2 separate regions of the Ovis canadensis genome follow, and region 2 is linked to region 1. Evidence: chromatin contacts called from public Hi-C data. All regions are on one chromosome and are shown on one strand. Each heading gives the region's core, a stretch centred on a gene start, on an enhancer-like site or on the middle of the called end of the contact. The rest is flanking DNA. Distances are from core to core; before and after follow the strand shown. Region 1 holds the start of LOC138426842 (collagen alpha-1(III) chain-like). Region 2 holds the start of MRPL23 (mitochondrial ribosomal protein L23).

Region 1 (6,095 bases), core at 1,370-3,869:
AATTTACGCATTAAACCCAAAGCACAGTGACCCTCTTTTTGAATCATAAACAGTGTGTGCTCTGATTTCCTGAGTTCCACAAAATTGAGAAGATGGTTTCTGGTCCCCAAAACTCAGCGAGCAATTTTTTTGGTGGGTCATAAAGACATAGGGCACTCATTTCTGGGGCTCTCCAAGCTTCCTGCCACTAATCAGGTTCCTTGAAATTTAGACGCTGTTACCCAGGCCCCCCAAACACACACAGCACTTATCTGAGGTGTGCTCAGTTGTGACCGTGGGTCAGGCCGGTCCCCCCAAATCACGTCTCTCTCAGGTCCCCGGGGTCAAACCAAGCACAAAACAAACCCTTGCACAGAGCCTATATCTTGTTTTACCAAGTTCTTTTGAGTGACCCAGTAACCAAATATTCTGAATATTTTCTCCGCCTCATAACATTCTGAATATTAAAAAATTCCCTGGGCCCCACGAGCTGACTGACAAGAATCCGGGTTTCCTAAAATTCAGCACTGATCCCAAATTCCAGACCAACCCAACCGATACTGGACCTTTTCCCGGTGCCCTCTGTTTGGACACACTGGGCTCTCAATATTAGGCATCGCCCTCTCTAAGCTCCCCAAACACATTCAGTGTCACAGAAAGGCACTATTTCTCGGGTCCAGAGCATTTCTCCAGGCACTCACCGAGTCACCCCAAACCCAGTCAACACTTCCTGGGTCTCAGACACTGCCGATCTGCTGTAGACCACCAGGCCCCACCACCTAGGAATTCTTAATCCTTTCCCCCTAAAACTTCGATATTGACCCTCTGTTCTCCTGGGGACTTTGAAAGACTCCTTTGGAGCCCAGATTCAAAAATTATTTTCTGGGGCCTCCGGATTGCGATGCTGCCTGCTAGCCCTCCAAAATAAACTGAGACTTTTTGCCCCTTCTCCACAAAACAACTGAACTTTTTTGAGCACTGATTTATGGGTCCCCTGATTTTATGATCCTTACCCTGAGTCCTAAATTTAGGCAATTTTCCACAGGCCTCCTAAAATGAAATTGCCCAGATACCGAAAAATACCCCCAGGTCCTGGAAATCTCAGGTATCCTAGGCCTGCGTCCTATAAGACTCCTTGCTATTAACCAGGTTCCCTGAAATTTAGATACCAGTCTCTACTGAACATTTCCCATGGATCCCCCACACTTTCGCCAGTGCTTCCTAGGGGGTCCCCAAATGCAGACAGTGCCCAGGAAAATATTTTTTTTTCCTGTTCACCAAAAATAAACTAATCGAAACCCATTTAAAAATTAAAATATTAAAAAGACATTGATTTTCTGCCTTCTCCAAATGTACTGATCACACCCTAGGTTGCCCCAAATTTAGACTGTGTTTCTTGAGTCTCTCAAGGACATTGAGAATTTTTCCAGGAGCCACAATTATGGAAGTGATTTTGCTCGGGCGCTGCAAGCGTCCACTAACCTGAATTTCTAAATCTTGGAAATGATTCTCCACTCTGCTCCACCGCACCTGGATCCCCAAGGCCCACCCACTGTTTTTCTTCCCCGAATTTTAGACCCTTTGCCCTTTTGGAACCTCCCAAGTTCCACACTGAGGATTTTGCTCCGGTCATGGACATCCGCAGACCTACTGCCCTACAAATGGGGCTGCCCCACGAGCCTGCTGACCTACATGCCTGGGTCCTCACAGGGTAGCCTCGGCTCCCCTGTCCCCCGGCTGCACGGAGCGGCCTCCGCGGCCCCCAGACTCGGGTTCTTTTTCTGGAGTCTCGAATTTAGTCATTAATCACAGCTCCTCACCCCGACGCACCCTCCTTTGGGTCCCCACTTCAGGACCTTCGTTCTCTGCCTTGCAAACCAGGCGGCTCCGCACTGCGTTCCCGGCAGTTGGGCATTGCTCCCGGCCCCAGCGCGGTCTCCGCAGCTTCCGCGGCCCCGCACCCCGCGGGCACCGGTTCTGGGCCTCTCTGCGTCTGCTGCGAAGTCCCCGGAGCTCCTTGGATGCGGGAAGTTTCTCTCGTCCTCCTCACACACATTCGGTCGGGCAGCTTGTCCGCCAGGACGTAGGCAGGGCTTCTCCCGCGTCCAGAACGACTGGGCATTGCCCCCAGTTTCCCCCAAATTTGGGCATTGTCCCCGGGTCTTCCAACGGACTGGGCGTTGCCCCCGGACGCTGGGGACTGCCCCGGGGTCTCGCTCACCTTCAGCGCGCCTACCGCCCGCCGCAGATTGCTCGCTCGCTGCCTCGACTCCTCCGCGCCCGCGGACGCAGCCTTCGGCCTCCAGCCTCGCGGTGAGCTCCCCGCCGCCTCGCGTCCGGGCCTGGCTCCCAAACCCACCCGCCGCCGTCCCGCCGTCCCGAGCGGCTGCTGGGGACACCGGCATGGGGCGCGGGAGCCGTGCGGCGGGCCAGCCCCTCGGCCGACCCGCGCGCTGGGTCGAGCCCCGGAGACCCGCGCCGCTTTCCTTTGCTCTGTGCAAAGATCACAACGGGGGTTAAGTGCCTCGGCGACCTCCAAGCGGGGCCGGCAGGGCGCAGGGCAGGAGGGACGCGGAGGAGAGGCGCACCCCCGCTCAGGCGGCGCGGCGCCTCCAGCCGCCCGGGCGCCTCCAGCCGCCCTGCGGAGGACTCGGGTAGGCGCGCGCCGAGCGCGGGAGACGTGATTGATGGCGGAGCGAGGGGGCGAGCCGGCCTCGGGCTTCCGCCGCCGGCAGCCCCTTCCCCTTGGAGAGGCGCGCGTGGTCGCGGCTCCTGGGGCGGGCGGGGCGCGGGGATTCGTGCGTGGTTTTGACTTGGTAAAAAGAAAAAAAAAATCACACCGACTTCTTACATCGTCCAAACCCTCTAGGAGATGGTTTCCCCAGACCCTCAAATGACCGTGGTGGCCCCCGGGGCTGAACCCGAATCTACGCAAGTCCAACGCATAGAGGACGGGGGAACCATTATCCGGATATTTTGGGTGGGCCCCAAAGGCGAGCTGCTTAGACGCACCCCGGTGAGCTCGGCCATTCAGGTAGGATTTGAACGACGTTTCCCGCCCTGCTCGTCTCGCCCCTGGCACACAGGCGCAGCCCGGGCCGGCCCCATGCCTGGCCCAGATTCGGGCCTGGCCCGGCTGGCCCTCTCCACGTTCCGCACCTGGCGTCCGCCGAGGCTCCTCCCCGGTTCCCGTGCGGCACCGGGGGGCGCTCGGGCTCCGGCTGCAGCTCGGGGTGCTGCGCCTGCTCGGGCAGGTGGAGGCTGCGCGCCTCGCCCGCGCCCAGAGACTCCCCACTTCCCCAGCAGGTCCCCGGCGGGACTCGGGGACCCGCCACCTGGGCCCGCACACACAGGGCACCGTCGCCGCCTAGCCCCCCGGTGGGGCGCGGGGATCCGGCCGTCGCTAGGGCATGTGACGCCGCCCACCCTGGTCGTCCCGGGTCCCCCGTGTGCTGTGTCGGGACTCTGGCACCCCGGAACCTCAGACAGGGCCCCCAAACACTTTAGAATAGTGATTCTAGATGTCTTTCGAACTCTGAGGATCCCTGCCCCCACTCCAATCTCGTCCCCGCGCACCCCACAGCCCCCCCCCTCACCGCTGCCCCCCGGGACCCCAAGCCTGGCCCCCCCTTGGCTCGAGTTGCAGAGGCGGTTCGGGGGCGGGGCGAGGACCCCTCGAGCGCCCATTGGCGCGGGCACTCGGCCAGCGGGGCCCGAGCGGGCGCCGAGCCGCGGGTGGCTCGACTATAAGAGCCGGGCGTTGGCGCCCAGAGTTCGCCTGCTCTCCGGCGGAGCTGCGTGAGGCCAGGCAGGCCCCCGGCCCCCCCTTCCGGCCGCCCTCGCCTCCTGGCCCTCGCCCGCCAGCGCCTCCACCCGGCTGGCGGCCCCGCGTCGACGCCGTCCGCTACGCTGCTGACCCCCATCGCGGGCGCCGTCGGCGGGGCCGCGCTCCGCCGGCCTGCGGATTCCCCGCCGCCTCCTCTTCGTCTACCTCAACGCCCGTCCCGCTTCGCCCGAGGAGGCGGTCCCCCCCGCAGGCAGTCCGGCTCGCAGGCCGCCGGCGTTGTCATCCCCCGCGCTCCCCCCCGGCCCTCCCCCGGCGCGCAGCCCGGCCGCTCCCCCTCCTCGCTGCGTCCCGAGCGGCCCGGGCGCCGCCACCGCCACCCCCCCCCCGAGGCCCGGGCTCGCGACGGCCGAGGGCTCCGTCGGCCCAAGCCGAGCTGGGCGCCCGCGGCCCGGGTGACGCCTCCGCTCCGCCCCCCTCAGCACCTTCCCCGGCCCCCGACGTTGCGCCCTTTCCTCGGCTTCTCTGCGCTCCCCGGCCCCTCTCCGGCCTCTGGTCCCGGCCCCCAGTCTTCTTCCGCAGCCTTCCCTTCGCTCCCTCCCGTCCCCCCCAGCTCCTTGCCTCCAACTCCCTCCCCTTCCACGCCCGCCCTCTCGCCTTCGCCGTCCCAAAGTGGATTAATTATACGCTTTCTCTTTCTCTCTCCGCTGCACTCTCCCGCTGTGAGCCTGCCCGCCTCTCGCTGTCCTCTCTCCCTCTCGCCCTCTCTTCGGCCCCCCCTTTTCACGTTCACCCTGTCTCTCTCACTATCTCTGCCCCTCTCTGTCCTTGATACAACAGCTGACCTCATTTCCCGATACCCTTTCCCCCCCTAAAAGTACAACATCTGGCCCGCCCCGGCCCGCAGACAGCCCGTCCTCCCTAAAGAATCAGACGAAATTTCCCCCCCCCCAAAACAAGCCATCCCCCCGTTCTGCCCCGTCGCACATTCGGCCCCCGCGACTCGGTCAGAGCGGCGCTGGCAGAGGAGTGCCCGGCAGGAGGGCCTTCGCCCGCTGTTCGGTTTGCAATACGCAGCAGGAAGGTGGGCGGCTCCGGTGCCGGCTTCCAGGTAAGCGGCGTGCGGGCCGGGCCCGGCGGGGCGGCGGGGCCCGGGCAGACGGGGCTGGAGTGCTGGCGGTGGCGTCCCCCGGGGCGAACCCCGCGCCCTCCCTCGCGCCGCGGAGGAAGGGGCGAGGGGTGGGGGGCGGGGGAGGGACTTGGGGAGCGCCGGGGGAGGTGTGAGCTCTGTGCACGCCGACTTCCTGGTCGCCTTGCGGGTGCAGGGGGCTGTTACTGAAAGTTTGTGATTTGTGCCGTGCGGGGGCAAAGGCGGGCGTGGGCGGGGGCTGGGGGGGGGCGGCGGCCGTGTAATGAGAAGGGGCGCAAATCTCAGAAACCCACCCTGGTATGTTGACTCGCTGCCAGCAAGACCGAGAGAGGAAAACTGGGTGGGCGGGGCCAGGATGGAGCGAGGGGGGCCGAGTTGGCGAGAGAGTCCCGCCAGACGCCACATTCCCTCCGCGCCCCCCCCACCGCCTCCCTCTCCCGGTCCCCGACATTTCCAACCAGGAATCTGGGTGGAGGGGGGCTGGTCCAGAGCTCAGAGGGGCCCGGAATGGACCGTCCGGAGAGGGTAACTGCCCCTGCCCCCGTGGGCAGATGGAAGTTTCCATACAAGGAGGTGGAAAGCAGCCCCCTCCGGAACCCCCCCCCCCATTTCCTTGTGCCGAGATGGGCTGGGGGTGCGGGAGGAGCCCCCCTCCCCCGCCCTGGTACTTTGCTAAGAGACGCTAGGGCTAGCGGTTGGGGGTGCAGGAGAGGAGGGGCTGGCTGGGAGGACGGAGGGGGCGGGAGCGAAGGGGGCGGGGGGAGTGGTCAGCTGGGAGCGGGGTGGGGGCAGGGTGGAGCCCGGGCTGGGAGGAGCCGGCCCAGACATAAAAGCTGAGGCACTGACCAGCCTGCAAACTGGACATTAGCTTCTCCTCGGAGGCAGCCTTCCAGACTCCTCCTCCTCCTCCTCCTCCTCATCCTCCTTCAGCCCCAGCGAGCCTCCTGTCCAGCTGCAGGTAACCGCGGCTCTGGAGCCAGGACCCCGCTGCGCTGCGGCTCCCGCCCGCCGCAGCCCGCTTGGCTCCTGCCCGCCGCCCCTCACTCAGCCCCCCACCCCTCCTCTCTGCCTCTGCCCCCCACCCCTCCTCTGCCCACTGGCTCACCTGGCCTGCGTGGCTGCCTGCCTCCTGTCCAGTCTCGGCTCTCCGCTGGTGTCCTGGACTGGACCCCACACCAAGTG
Region 2 (6,095 bases), core at 1,240-3,739, 130 kb after region 1:
GACATGGGGGCGACGGGGACCAGCCCCCAGGGCTCCGTCCTGTTGCCCTGCCTGGGGGCCGAGCTGGCGAGCGGAGGGGCGGGGTGGTCTGCAAGTGCCCTCTGGCTGCTGGGAGCCGCCCGCTCCACAGCTGCCACCCTGTCCACAGCGAGCCCCCCCACCCCCCTGGCAGGCGTCTCCCAGAAAGGATGGCCAGGGCGGTGGTGATGCTGTCTACTCTGTCCCTGACAGGGCCCAGCCTCTCCTGCCCTGGTCTCTGAAGCAGACAGCATGACCCTCAGCTCCCATGGAGGCTCGAGCTGAGGCCAGAGCCCCGAGGCCTCAGTATGGGGTGTGGAGAATCTGTGTCTCCTCAGCAACGGGGGCCTCTGTGAAGGACCCACCCAAGGGCGGAGGCTTTGGGAGCCAGGGTCAGAGCCCAGCCTCCTGGGAAGGGTAGCCAGGCCGAAGCAAGGAAAGGAGCTGGGTCTCTCAGGCTGGACTTCCCCAGGGTGGCGAGGAGCCCAAGGCGCCCTCAGCCGAGGCTCTGCACACACCAGGCCTTGGTGCAGGGCTGCCAGTAGTTTCTTTGTGGTGGGAAGAACCTCGCTGTGAGTGGGGTCCAGTGGCACCTCCAGGGCCGTGGGCCTCTCGGCCTGAATCCCTCTGGGGCGGGGGAGGCTTACTCCATCGGGATCCGGAACTGCACAGTATCCTCGGGCTGGGCCGTGCCGGGCCGCACCAGCCGGATGAAGAAGTTGGTGCGGAAGACCCGGAGCTGGGGGTTGCCCAGCTGGTACAGAGGGTACCTGCAAGGGCGGGGGGGGGGGGGGGAGAGGGGTCATGTCAAACGCCCAGAACACGAGGCTCCCGGGACGCCCCGACAGGGTCCACAGGTCATCACGCCCACGGGGCTGAGGGGCCAAGGGGGCAGTCACCCTCAGGTCAGCCCTTCCCTCACGCGGTATGGGGCAGCCAGTCCCGTCCCCAGGGCAGCGTGGCCTGCTGACCCTCAAGGTCGGCCTTTGGAAAGAACCAGTGAATGATTCACGAGCGAACGACGTGCCCACCCTGCCCTGTCAACAGGCTCAGAGTCATGTGTTTGTTCAAAGTGCCGGCTGCACAGGCACACAGCCCCTGCGTGGCTGTCCCCCCGGAACGGGCCTCCAGCTCCCTTCCGCTTAGGTGAGGTGGGATCAGTCAGAACCAGCTTAATCTGCACTGGCTCAGTGCCGCTGAGAGGACAAGGACGGGGCCACCTCCACTCCCGCCCCCCACCCCCCGCCCCCCCTGTGCTGGAAGCACCAGCTCATCCTTGGCAAGAGTGAAGATCAAACGATAAAGGGTGAGCAAACAGGAAAAACAAGATAAGGGGCTCAGGAAGGCAGCGAGCAGGTCACCAGTTACACGCTCACTGCCCACCTCCCTCACCCCTCAAACCCCCAAAGAGGGGCAGAGACATCCAGAATGTATGGGCAGCCACCACCAGTGGCTCCAACCCACCCACTCCAGCTGGACCTACGCCCCCTTGGGTCTGGTGGTCGAGGAGGGCCACACTGCCAACCGGACCCAATCAGGCCTCGGGGCTCATGGTCCAAGGAGGTGGGGGTCCAAGGTTGGCAGGGCCTGTGAGGCGTCAGGGGTCCACTGGGAGCCCAGGGGAGGTGTTTCGGTGAGGGTGGGGACAGGGGCTGATGATGCCCCTGGGTCCTGGTGAGCAATTTGCAGCAGGGCACACGACCTCTGATCTGGGGGAGCAGCAAGCAGGAGGGAAGGGAAGCTTGGTGAAGCCAAGTCCCACGATGCCTCTGGGCCTTACAACTCTGGGGAGTAGGACCCGGCCAGGGGCCGAGGTCCTGGGTGGGGCATCCTGAGGGTGGCAGGGCCTGAGGGCCCTGACACAGGCTGGGACGCCCGCGGGCAGGCCAGTGATGAGCTGAGTGCCAGCTGACGTCGACTGGGGTCTCCTGGTGACCCCGTCGCACGTGGCAGCTGCCGGGACACCAGCAGCAGCACCTCCCGACAGCAGAGCGTCGGGCGCAGGGCGGGCGGGCCGGCGTGCCCGCCCACGGCCGAGCCTCGCCCTGTCCTCGTGGGGGCCGGGCCGGCGAGTGGCCACCGGGCTCGCCTCTTCCCCCTGGTGACCGGCCGCGGGCACTGCAGGGGCCACGGTCCGGGCCCCCGGGGAGCTGCCGGGGCGGGGGGCGCGCGCAGCCCGCGGGGCCCGAGGCCGGCGCGGCACCGGCCTCCCGCCCAGCTTCGCCGAAGGCCAGGCTCGACCTCGGGGGAGGCCCGGGCCCCGCGGGCCCCGCAACGACCCCCGCCCCGCCCCGCCCCCACGGGAGCCCAGACGCCGCGCGTCCCGCCGGGGCCCCGAGTCCCGACCCCGCGGCCCGGCGCCGCGAGCCCAGCCTGGGGGCGGCCACGCCCCCGACCCCGCGCGCCAGGACCCCCCACTCACAGCACGTTCCGCGCCATCGCCCGCTTCCGGGGCCGCGGCCGGAAGGAGGGGCGGGCCCAGCCGCCCCCCGGCGCAGCGCCCCCTGGCGCCCGGGAGGGCGCGCGCCGCCCGCACACCTGGGTCCCACCTGGGCCCCAAACCCTGCACACTCAGCGCCCTACCTGTGCCCGGCAGCACACCCTAGTGCCACCAGCCCCACACGCCCTCCCTCCGCTCCGGAGCCCAGCGCACCAGTGGACCACCACGGACGCCCCTGCGGGTGCCCTGTGACTCCAGCCTAGTGCCCAGGGACACTGCGGGCCACCCACCACCCAGAGCCTGCCGCCCTTCCAGCTGGTGGCCCAGGTGGGAGACTGGGGAAGCGGGGAAGGTGTGAATTCGTGGGAGGCCCCAGTCAGTAAAGGATCTGCCTGCCGACACAGGAGACCTTGGTTCAATCCCTCAGCTGGGAAGATCCCTTGGAGAAGACAATGGCAACCACTCCAGTGTTCTTGCCGGGAGAATCCCATGGACAGATTAGCCTGGTGGGCTACAGTCCATGGGGCGGTAATAGCTGGACACAACTGAGCGGCTAAACCACCACCTCTCTCCACCTGGCCCCGGGAGCTACTTCCCTCTACCGCCCTACCCCAGTCCTTCTGGCCAACTCCTCATGCCCTGAGACGCCCCCCAGGGACCCCGCAGCCATGCCTGCCCCCCTAGCCTCCCTGAGGCCATTGGCTTCTCCAGGTCGCAGCTGGCCCGCCCTGCTTTCAGTCTTGGCACAGCCCTCACTGGGGTCCCGTCACAGAGCGGGATCAGAGACCCTCCGTTGCTCCCCCCACCCCCAAGTACACACAACAGTAGACCCGGGGGGAGCAGGGCCCCAGGCTGGGGGTGGGACGGCAAGGAGGCAAGAGCGGGGAGCCTGGGAGGGCGCAGGGGCTGCTCCTGGGGGCCCCAGGGCGGGAAGGGGCTGGAGGGCCCCCCTCACCGTCATGCTTGGTGGGGGAGGCCCTAAGTGGGCTTGTCTAGGATGAAGAAACCGACGGTGGGGCGCGGCTGCTGGGGGGGTCAGCTGTGAGTGGGGGGTGGTGTGCCTGCTGGGGAGGGCAGGGGAAGGCCAGGCAATGTCTGGCCGCAGCCAGGGCCCAGCAAGGCTGACGGTGACCGTGGCAGGGCCCTGGAGGTGAGGAGAGGGCAGGAGCTGGAGGACGGGGGTCCCCCAACCTGGAGGCTGGGGAACTTTCTGTTTCATTTGTAAAGCTTTGACTCAGCGGCCACATGCCAACCCAGAGGTCTCCAAGTTGCTCCTAACGTGGCTGCAACACACGGATGGGAGACGGCGTGGGTCGGCGTCCTGCTGGTCCTTGGTAGGCGATGCTCTGATCAGTGAGGCTGAGAGCACGGAGGTCCTCAATGGGGTCTCAATGGTGTGGACCCCACAACACTAGACCCCTTCTCTGATTGCCTGCCGGCTGGATCCTTCCCCTTCCGGCCTAGGATCTGTGAGTGTGAGGTGAGTGGGTCTCGACCCCCACAGCCCGGGAAGCCCGCGGGTGGCCTCCCACCCCACTTCCCCCACACTCCCCCCGGCCTGGGTCATCACCTCCCCGCCTTCCCAAGCAGCACACAGCTTCGGGGGCTGAGTCTGCCAAACAGAGGAGAGGGTGCCAATTAAATTCAAAGCTCAGATAAACAACTGTCTTTATTGTTTTTTAATAGACTCTTTAAAGAATGATTTTAAGTTTATAGGGAAATTGCTGAGAAAGTACAGAGGATTCCCATACACTCAGCTTCTCCTGCCCCTCAGCCTCCCATAGCATCAACACTTACACTAGCGTGACACACACGTGGCAGCCGATGGAGCAACGCTGATGCATTGTTGCTAGCTGAAGGCCATAGTGGGCTTGGAGATCCGCTCTTGGTGGGCATTCTACAGGTTTTGCCAGATGCTCAGTGACCTGTGTCCACGTGACAGCACCTACGGGGAGAGTTGTTGCCCAGAAAACCCGCAGAGCGGCTCCTGTCCGCCCCGCTCCTGACCCCCACAGCCGTGGGCCATCCTGCTGTCTCCGCAACCGTGGGTCTGCTTTGCCAGACTGTCCCCTAGTTAGGGCCACACGCTTGGTAGCCTTGGCAGACTGGCTCCTCTCTCTCGGCATCTACATCTCCTCTGCGTCTCTTCACGGCTTCTTCGTGCCTTTCCTTTAGAACTGAATGATACTACGTCAGACGACCGAGGAAGCGATGGCTGGATGGCATCGCCGACTCGATGGACGTGAGTCTGAGTAAACTCCGTGAGTTGGTGATGGACAGGGAGGCCTGGCGTGCTGCAGTCCATGGGGTCGCAGAGAGTCAGACACGACTGGGCGGCTGAACAGAACTGACCTGCAAGGCCATCATCTGAGGTACTGCGGAAAGGTGCCCACGCCCCCACTGAGGGGTATCCTGATGGTTTCCCATGTTGGCCGTGATGAATAAGCTGCCGACTCATCCAGGAGCAGGTTTTTGCAGGGACTGAAGTTTTCAGCTCTTTGGGGTTAGGAACCAAGGGTCGTGGTGGCTGAACCGCGTGGTGTGTGTGCTGCGTCGTCAGAGGCCGCCTCGCGCTCCCACCAGCCACGAGGCGGCCTTTGCTGGTGCCAGCGTTTTGGTTCGGGCCTTACAGACGTGTAGGGACAAAGTTCTTTTATTTTAGGCAAACATTTTCATGTGTTAGATCTGACGTCCTGACATGGGTTCCCCCCCAACCCCGAGCTTGGTGCCAGGGAGACCCAGCAGTGGCCCTGGGGAGGAGGCGCCCCCCATGGGCAGGTGAGGATGGGGGTGGGCAGGAGCCCCCCCGGGGGGTAGCCTCCCTGCTGTGTTTTGCAAGCCAGACTGGGGAGTGGGGGCTTCTTCCTGAGAGTAGTGGGCGTCCCCCGAGGGCTCCAAGTTGGGAGTTGTGGGGAGGGAGGTAAGACAAGCCTGGAAGTGCCTTGGGGCTGCTGCTGAGGCCCACAGTGCCTGAACAGATGAAAGAGTGAGGCACACTGGACCGGCCGGGGAAGGTGCGGGCAGCAGGCGCGGAGGTGGGAGGGGCTGTGGCTTTACAGGAGGCCATCAGAGAGCCTCTGGAGGAGCCGGCATTCCCAGGGCACGCAGAGGCCGCGTGCGAAGGCCCCCAGCCACGTGACAGAGGCAGAGGGCGGGGTGGGGGGGCGAGCCCCGGGCCCGCAGGTCTCCCCAGGTTCACAGGCCCAGAAGCTGAGCAGGTCTCCCCCTCCTGGGGTCGGGGGGGCTTCATCACAGAATACAACTGAGGAAGTCATTGGCCACTGACCGTGTGCTCACCCTCCGGCCTGTCTCCCCTCCTCAAGGCGGTGGGGGTCCTGGAGTCCCTCCCGACTCAGGGCAGGCTCTCCTGCCGTCAGCCCCCTTCCTTGGGTCTTTTCCCAGAGCTTCCCCGTGAACATCACTCCAGCAGCACAGAAGAGGGACTCGCTGTGAACATAAATGGCAAGGCCCCCATGTCCGCTTCACGGCTCTCGGGGGTTTCAGGACTGGGGAGAAAGGCAGCAGGCGCTCTCACCGGTGACGCTGTCTGGACCCCACTGCTGGGGCGCCAGGGGAGGGAGGCGTGGGCCGGGGCTGGGGGCAGCGCCAGACATGTGGGTCTTAGGAACCTCAGCAT

Evidence for each region. Hi-C and Micro-C count contacts between places; a contact is called where the count stands out from the background.
Region 2: a contact with region 1 is called in a Hi-C map of lung, with 3 times the contacts expected there. The contact joins the promoter of MRPL23 here to the promoter of LOC138426842 in region 1. A contact is called at or near these places in 2 of 2 Hi-C or Micro-C datasets (fibroblasts and lung).

The regions. Positions count from the first base shown.
Region 1 is chr21:65,719,476-65,725,570 of ARS-UI_OviCan_v2, forward strand. It overlaps LOC138426842 (collagen alpha-1(III) chain-like), which reads right to left and starts at 2,620. Exons shown (of 2, transcript XM_069565762.1): 1 at 1,810-2,620. The coding sequence starts at 2,384. All of the region lies in intron 1 of IGF2 (insulin like growth factor 2), which reads left to right.
Region 2 is chr21:65,854,549-65,860,643 of ARS-UI_OviCan_v2, forward strand. MRPL23 (mitochondrial ribosomal protein L23) reads right to left here and starts at 2,490. Exons shown (of 5, transcript XM_069565797.1): 1 at 2,441-2,490; 2 at 666-788. The coding sequence starts at 2,457. LOC138426850 (a long non-coding RNA gene) reads left to right here and starts at 2,614. Exons shown (of 9, transcript XR_011251792.1): 1 at 2,614-2,785; 2 at 2,863-3,938; 3 at 4,634-4,830.